Linked DNA regions of Rattus norvegicus: all the other regions are linked to region 2. A link is a contact called in public Hi-C data. All regions are on one chromosome and are shown on one strand. The core of a region is the stretch at or near the end of the contact, and the rest is flanking DNA. Distances in the headings are between cores, read along the strand shown. Region 1 has its middle 59 kb from the start of Or2t35. Region 2 has its middle 65 kb from the start of Slc4a7. Region 3 holds the start of Slc4a7 (solute carrier family 4 member 7).

Region 1 (2,700 bases), core at 132-2,631, 76 kb before region 2:
AACAAAAAAAACAAAAAACAAAAAAAACAAAAAAAAAACCTTCACCCCCCAGATTATAGCAGGTTACAATGGTGAGGACTAAGTACGGTTAATATTTCCATCCCACATTCTTAGTACTATTTGTTCCCTAACTAAGACAAGGAGAGCTGATTCCATCATGTGTCCCTCAGACTAGAAATGATTCTTGATGTACAGCCACCAAAACTAGATAAGATTGATGAAGCTAAAAAATGCATGCTGAAAGGGACCAGATACAGATCTCTCCTGAGAGACACATCCAGAGCATGTCCAATACAGAAATCACCGAACTGAGAACAGGACCCCCTTGGGCAGAATTAGAGGAAGGATTGAAAGAGTTGAAGGAGCTTGCAATCCCATAAGAACGACAATGCCAACCAACCAGAGTTTCCAGGGACTAAACTTCTACCAAAAGTCTATACATGGACTGACCCAGGGCTCCAACTACATATGTAGCAGAGAATAGCCTTGTTGGGGCACCAGTGGAAGGGAAAGCCCTTGGTCCTGCCAAAGTTGGACCCCCAGTACAAAGGAATATGGGGGTGGCAGTAAGGGGGATGTATGGGGGGAAATACCCATATGGGGGGGAGGGTAAAGGATGGGGGCTTATGGACAGGAAACCTGGAAAGGGAATAACATTGGAAATGTAAGTAAAGAAATATATCTAATAAAACATTTTTAAAAAAGAAATGATTCTTGCCTTGGAGACTGGTCCCTTTCTACCTTAAGAGCTAGCTTGTGTCCTTTCCCCAAATGAGTTCCTTCTCATTCCTGCAGAGAATCAGCAGAAAGGCCAAGGAGAAGGCCGGGTCAGAAACAAGAAAAAAAATCCTTTCCCGAACAGTGATATGTGGTCTATGGTCTTCATGCATGAAGCTCTTTAGCAGCAGGTGGCAAGAGGCATGGGAAGATTTGGGTTGAGAGTTGCATGGTCTATAATGAATTCCATATGACATCACAGGTCTAGAAGATGTCTATTGATGGACTATAAGCAAAAGATCAACTTAAGTTGTGCATTCTTCAGGGGCAGAATATGAAGCAGACCTATATGGATTGTGCTAAGAGTAAACCTCCCTAATTCTAAGATATTGAGAGACAAAGTCAAGGTGTGGAATAACGGAGTTCAAGATGCCATGGCCTCTACTAGAGTCACCGCATACAAAGACAGTGTGTTTAAGGTTTGTACCTCTCTCCTCCGTGGCCTCTGGGCCACATTTGAAGCCTCTGGCAAGCTGTGGCATCTGTCCTGACACTGCCATTTAAGGGAAGGCTTTGTATCTTTTGCTGATTCAGGCAGCAGTGGGGATTAATGACGTGTTGGGTGGAGTGTCCCAACCCACATTAAGCTGTTGCCAAGATAACTGTTGCATCAGCTTGCACTAAGATGGGACAGGCAGCTACAGAGGAGGAAGTCAGAGCACAGCCTTCCTGGACTCAGGAACCTGCTTTCAGAAAGGGAAGAAAAGTTCCCCTCTCTGCATAAAGCCTGCATTTAAAAATCTATGATTCTTTGATACTTTGACAAACACAGCTCCCAATACGAGGTGGTATCAGAAATTAGAACATACCACTGCCGTTGGGGGGAAGCTCTGATTGTCTGGACTACAGACTTGCAGATGTGAGAGGGGGCTTGTTGCTGGTGGCAAAGGCTGATGTGGTCTCAGATAACCAGATTGAGGCTTCTACTCAGACGGTCTAGACTCCTGTCATCAGCAGAGAAAGAATCTGGAAGGGAGACAAAATGAGGCATTGGGAAGAAGGTTTACAGGCCACTCAAGAGAACCATATCACTGTGGTATTCCATAGTTCAGCTTGTGATGGTGGGAGATTTTTGGGATTGTTCCCTGGATAGAATTATCTTTTTAATCTGTCCTTATAAGGGCTTTCTGGTATGTCATGGCATCAAATGCATGATGAGAACAGCAATTCTGCCAGACCAGCGATCTAGAAATGAGAGCATAGTGAAACCAAGGCCATTCACATTGGCCATGTGGGTTCCCGATGGTGTCAATGGTTTTTCATTGTGTGAATAGCCCCACAATGTCATAACACTGTTCTACAGTTGCATCGGCTCTGTGTGTCTGCATCTTTGGTCCCATTATGCTTCAAGTCTACCTCAGACTAGACTGAAGAAAAGATGGTTTCCCTCCCACAGAAATGTAAACTGTTGATAGTATACAGGGAGCAGCTGCGGCTGCAAAGACTGACTGACTGATGAAAACTTCAGTGATGTAGAGATATGGAAATGTCACAATCCTGGAGCCAAATTGTCTCAGGATAGCTTGAGCCCACTTAATAGATTTATTTCACACCTTGGTTTGAAATTAGTAATGTTTGTAATTAGTGGGTAAATCTTTTGGACATATGAAAAGACTCAGAGATTTTAACATCTCAAAAGCTACAAATGTCATAGGTAAAACCTGAGGCTTATAGCAAAGATTTCCCTACTTTGCTGGGGTCGTCCCACCTGAGGTTTCTATCAATGTACTTGAAAGGTGCTTTGATTTCTTATTTTGTTTGTTCTGTCACTATTTTCTAGAACATTTCATGAAATTGCTGCCATGCTGGGTCATGGAGTTTGTGTCCCCAGACCATGGTCATTCATCTTCAGCCCCAGAATAAACTATCTCTTATCCCCCTGGAAAAGAAAGCTGTGTTTCTTGCATCGACAGAGACATGATT
Region 2 (2,700 bases), core at 136-2,635:
TATTTACCACACGTAGGAGCGCAGACATCTTCCAAATCTCGTAGGGACATTTCAGTGTCCTCTCAGTGTGAATGACTGACACTGTGCTCCCTAAGCTAAGCATCGCACCAAGAATCAGGGAGACTTTGGAGGTCAAGCCATTAAGACCCTCGAATGCATTTGCCTTTTGACCCACACTTTACTTTCTTTCCCTAGGGGACTGTGCCCACTCCCACGGCACAGCCCGGCCAAAGCACCGGGGCTGGGTGTGGGCTTCGAGGGGGTGTGGGTGTCCCCACTGCTCAAGCCTGACCGTGACCAAGACAGACAGGCTCTGTCTGTCTCAGTAACAGGAGTGAAAGGAAGAGGTCGCTCCATTTGGCTACAGACCGGGAGAGCACAGAAGTTAACCTTACCCCAGCTGCCTTGAATTACATCTGTCTACACACGCGCGTCAAAAGCTGCTTAGAAATTAAATGAGGTTAACTTTTCTTTATGAGTTCTCTTTCATCTCAGGAATTCAAAGCGTTTTGCCACAAAACTTTTATCTTTGGCATAAAAAAATGTGAATTCGAAGTTCGGGACAGTCCTTTAAACTTTCGAGAAGGGGGGTGTGGCGGGGCGGGGGGGCGGGGAAATGCTAGAATAAAAGCAATCCTTTTATCACTATAAGATCCAAGTAGCCAACAAAAGACCACACAGCCTGAAAAACCCTCGCTTTAGATGAAAGGCCTTCACCTCCACTTCTGCCGCATTTGTCTAATTAAAATCACAATTAAGACTAGGGGGCGAGCGGTGAGCGAGCGGTGAGTAAGACACTAAAGGAGATGTGAAGCATTCTGACTCATACAGGACATGTTGGATTTTCTCGACATTTGGCACAAGAAATTCGAATCCTATCCACTCTTCTCTGACCGAGTAAACTCCCTCCCCGGGGTGAGGGGTGGGGTGGGGTGGGGTGGCACAGCTCTGTAAGAGCCAGTGCGAGAGAGCTCACAGGTCCGGTGGCACTGTCTACACATGAATTTTATAGTAAGGAAAACTTTGGAATCTCCCCGATCTGGCTTCTGAGTCATTCGTGGGTGTTTGTTTTTTGGGGCTCTGGCTTTGAGTCACCACCCTTCCTGCTCTTGCTCCTCTCAATCCGGGGGCAATGAGTAAAAAGAAAGAAATATCTGTGGCGCTTAGAAGTGGGACTTGGGCATGGATGAAGATTAGCTTCATATATCTGCCTTTACTTTGAGGTTCGCTCTTTCTTTGGTAAGTTAGTGTGTAAGGTTTGAAAACTACCACGGGAAAGAGGAAGACGAAGGTCGAGAATGACTGAGTCTTTTAAGGATGTGACCGAGGCAAGCGGAAAGAGTGGCCAATGTAAAAATAGGCAGCTGTGGCTGGGGGCTGGTGGAGCAGCTTGAGTTCACAGTCAGTCCCGAGTCCAGCCGAGCCAGAAGCCTTCAGGGAGACCTGCAAAAGCTTTGAGTTTCATCTCAGTGGAATGCGGAGATTGAACCTTGAAACTGGGCCCTTTGTACGCTGCAGGAGACTGTCTGCCACTCCTAGCATGTATACAGATGCCTGTACAGAGGCTTGTCAGAAATGTCAAGACCATGAAAACCAACTCTGGCGGCTCGGCCTGACCACTGAGGAAGTAGACAGTGTTACCTGCTCCCTTCTCCAAAGCACTCTCATTTATGGGAGAAAGCAGCACCTCATTACCAAGAGGAAAACGAAAATAAACATGGGGCTGTCGTCCTGGGACATTGACATTTAAAAATAAACACAATTCATGTCTTGGTTTCTTGAATATTTGTTTACTTATATTCTCTGTGTGGGTGTTTTGCCCGAATAGACGTCTAGTACAGAATGTGTAGACACTGCTTCCTGTCACCAGAAGAGGACGATACATCCACTAGAACTGGAGTTACAGATAATTGAGAATCACCATGAGGGTGCTGGGTATCAAACCTGGGGCCTCTGCAAGAACAAGATGTATCCTTAACTGCTGAGCTGTCTCTTCAAACAAGCTGTCTTGTTTTTAAAGATAAGTATCTTGGGCTATTACAGAAGAACTCCTAAATTATATACTTTGTAGACACATCTATGTAAGAGATCCTCAAGGCCTATTCCAAATCAACACACCTAATTGGGACTTTGTGACTAACCATCCTGACTCTGGCTAGCTATATCTATATGCTCTTTCCAGAATAATTCAACTTGTATCTCACTTAACCTTCTCAGAAAGGTGACCAATGAGATATTCTCAGATGTTATCGCAGCAGCCCATACTGCTTCTAAGTCTGATGTTTGGTATATTCAAGAATCAAGCCCCAGGGGCAATGTCCTCCATGCTGACTTTAGCAATGTGCTACCTACCAGGTTGCACCAGATCCACATCATGCCTCCTGGACAGCTAGCTGCCACAGAGCTTTACAGGATAGACCTTGGTGATGAATCCCGTGTTCTCTTGCAAGAGAGCATGGTATTTCAAAGTGTGGTAGTTCTTTCCATACAAAAGAGGCCAGTTTCAGGGAAAAAGAAATGAGTTCACACCTCACAAATGAGATGACAGAGTGCTGTGAATGGAGTTTGTGCTTTCAGGTGTCCTTACTAAAGCATGGTGGTGGTGGTGGTGGTGGTGGTGGTGGTGGTGGTGGTGGTGGTGGTGGTGGTGGTGGTGGTGTATTAATTATACCCACCTGGGCGCAGTAGCCCATTCCTGTA
Region 3 (2,839 bases), core at 324-2,823, 65 kb after region 2:
CTAGTTTAAACTCCCAGTACAGAAAAACCAAAACAATGTCAATAAATTCATCGATCCAACAATTATTCCTTTTCATTCTTTTTTCACTTCTCCACCTTTACTGATAGCTTTTAAAATTGTACTTAGTGGGGTATTAGAATGGTACAGAAGAGGTCTTCTACTTAGTAGAACCCTGAGTTAGTTATTTCTCTAAGTCTCCACTTCCTTATCTGTAAAATGGGAACACAACACTATCCTAGTCTATTTGGTGTGGTTATATAGAATGACATAATGAGTCATTTATAAAGAAAAAAAATTTCTCACAGTTCTGAAGATGGTGGGAGGATTACATTTGGTGAAACTTCTTCCTGTCAACATGAATGTGAGAGCAGAAGATCTGATGGGCATTTATGAGGGAGCAAAGGATGCATTTGTAGTCCCAGATCCTTAGTTTCTAATCTGCTCATGAGCTCATGAAGCTCTTCTGTCTTAAATACCCTATTTCTCAACACCATTGCTTTGGGAATTAAGTTTCCAATACAGGTTTTGGGGGAACACAGTCAAATCACATACAAACATACTTTATAGTATTGTGTGGATTAAAGAGGGGACATGTTTGCAAAATGTCACCGTCTGTAATTCTAGGTCTTTTCAAATGGTAGCTGTTATTAATGGAAGCACACCTGCTCTTAGACTTTTTGCCAGCCTACCCTGTATCTCTCTGGGAAATTTAGAACAAAGCAGGAAGGGGTCTAGGACTCAAGGCAGAACAGTCATCCAGTACACTATTTCCTATTTATTGTTGATAATGGGTAGGTGAGTCTTGACCTGCTGATAGGTATTTCCTTCCACAGTCAGATTTAGATTTTCTCAGCTCAACTTTTTATTGTCTTTATTAACATCCTGTTAACAATAGTGATAAGCATGCCACAAATGACACACCTTCACAGAGGGACAGAAATGTACCTCAATGACCATGTGTGATGGAGGCCATCACCTACACGCTCAGGCGGATATTGGACAATCGCCCTACCTATTGAGTCGTGGGACCAGGCCAGTGCAGGGAGTACACGAGGCAAGTGGTTAAGTGAATACCCTCTTTTACAGGGCCCACGGATAGTTACCACTAGGAGAGAAACTTGCAGAGGCAGAGAAGGAATCGGGCGTCGTCCTGTCTGCTTGTAAAACACGTGGTAAGGAGCCGAATGGGGTGATGACCCCATTCCACTTCGAAAGTCTGTAGAACTTCCGATTCGAAAAACTGAGTTCCACTCTCAGCCTCGGTCAATTAAGCCTTTACAAAGAGGGGCGGGGCCTCCGGGAAACTGACCGTGGGGGGCGGGGGCGGACAGAACCTCCCGAACTGCTGATTGGCTCAAACGAATGTCTGTCTGCTTCTGCCTCCGCCCCACCTCCGAGCCTCTTAGCCAGTGGAGGCGGTCGCTCGATGCCGGCCCTGGTGCCAAACAGGCAGGGGGCGTGCTCCGGGGGGGCGTGCCGGAGCGCGCCCCGCCCCCACCAGCCAGCCCCGCCCCCGTCCCGCCCCCGTCCCGGCGCGGCAGCCTCCTCCGCGCCGCGTCCTCTGGCTCTCTCAGTCCTCGCGGCACGCCGTTGCTTCTCACCCTGAGAACGCCCCTCGCCCGCAGTCGGCGCCTCACTCCGCGGCCAGCTCTCCGCGGCCAGCGCTCCGCACAGGGTCGCCCTCCGCGTGCCCGTCTCTGCCGCGGTCGCGGCCTCTCAGAGCTCCCAGGCGGGCCATGGAGGCAGACGGGGCCGGCGAGCAGATGAGACCGCTACTCACGCGGGTAAGGAGCGGGGAGGCCGAGGTCGGCAGACAAAGGCGGCGGCGTGGCGGGGCTGCCGGCGGCCTGTGCCGGCGACTGCGCGCCCTCGTCGCCTTTGTGTGTCGGGGGGCGGCCGGCTTGGAGCGGACGCGCGTGTCCGCCGCCGCAGTGTCCCGCTCTCAGCCGCGCGGCGCCAGCCACCGTGTTCTCCCGCCGCGTGGACGCTGCAGTCCTTGAGCCCAGGCTGCTCTTCCTGCGCCCTCCGCCTTCAGCCTCTGGCCGGAGTCGGGACCGGCCCTCGGGGCCGGCGCTCTGTGGAGTGTTAGGTCGCAGGCTCAGGAGAAGGACCGTGCGTGCAATGTCCTCCTCCGGGCCCCATAGAAAGAGAATGGACCGAGAGAGACCCTAGTACTCAGCGCTGCGCGTCACCAAGCCAGCCGACCCCGCTTTCCCATTGAGACTAGCAAGCAGCTTGAGTAAAGGCGGACTTGGGACTTGCAGAAATGGGGTTCTCATTTAGACGGGGGATGTGGGAGGAGGACGACACACACCAGTGGCCCGTTCTCAAGAAACAGGAACGCGTTTGTGCCCACAGAGGAAACTGCCTTCTTTCAAAGGCTGTGACTCAAACGATGGGGTGGTATTAATTTTCCTACTTCCAATTTTTACTCTGACCAGTGAAAGGGGAAGCAAGGTTGCAGGAATGAATTTTCCAGTCTTTTCAAAGCAAGGAAAAGGATATTTTGCCTTTTTTTTTTTTAAGTAGAATTTTCCTTAAGATCCTCTTCCTATGTTACTTTAAAGGTTATTGTGGAGGCCGTGGGCAGTGGTCATTCATTACTTCACCATGTTCTAAGCTCTTTAAATATAAAGGAAAACTTGAGTCTTAAGACTGTGAAGTTGTTCTGCAGTAGTAAACTCCCAAGCATTCTTTTATGGCCTTTGAATGAACCTTTACGACCTTCTCCAAGGGTATCTGTCAAACACACTGTTGCTTATTCTTAACCTTATTTTCACAGTTTTAGCTGGACAGTAAACAGTATCAGTTTTCATAAACCAGGGCAAAATGATGTGTT

What was found. Hi-C and Micro-C count contacts between places; a contact is called where the count stands out from the background.
Region 1: a contact with region 2 is called in a Hi-C map of mammary epithelial cells, with 1.6 times the contacts expected there. The contact joins two enhancer-like sites. A contact is called at or near these places in 2 of 12 Hi-C or Micro-C datasets (Schwann cells and mammary epithelial cells).
Region 3: a contact with region 2 is called in a Hi-C map of the A7r5 cell line, with 2.2 times the contacts expected there. The contact joins the promoter of Slc4a7 here to the enhancer-like site in region 2. A contact is called at or near these places in 3 of 12 Hi-C or Micro-C datasets (the A7r5 cell line, the Rat2 cell line and mammary epithelial cells).

The regions. Positions count from the first base shown.
Region 1 is chr15:13,234,587-13,237,286 of GRCr8, reverse strand. No RefSeq gene overlaps it. Among named protein-coding and RNA genes, the nearest start is that of Or2t35, 59 kb to the left of the region's middle. Within about 2 kb of position 1,381, at least 13 of the 93 cell types and tissues checked have an H3K27ac peak or open chromatin away from gene starts, as enhancers often do. A contact at or near this core is called in Schwann cells, where this site is marked.
Region 2 is chr15:13,158,791-13,161,490 of GRCr8, reverse strand. No RefSeq gene overlaps it. Among named protein-coding and RNA genes, the nearest start is that of Slc4a7, 65 kb to the right of the region's middle. Within about 2 kb of position 1,385, at least 26 of the 93 cell types and tissues checked have an H3K27ac peak or open chromatin away from gene starts, as enhancers often do. A contact at or near this core is called in the A7r5 cell line and Schwann cells, where this site is marked.
Region 3 is chr15:13,094,026-13,096,864 of GRCr8, reverse strand. It overlaps Slc4a7 (solute carrier family 4 member 7), which reads left to right and starts at 1,573. Exons shown (of 25, transcript NM_001270861.2): 1 at 1,573-1,784. The coding sequence starts at 1,737.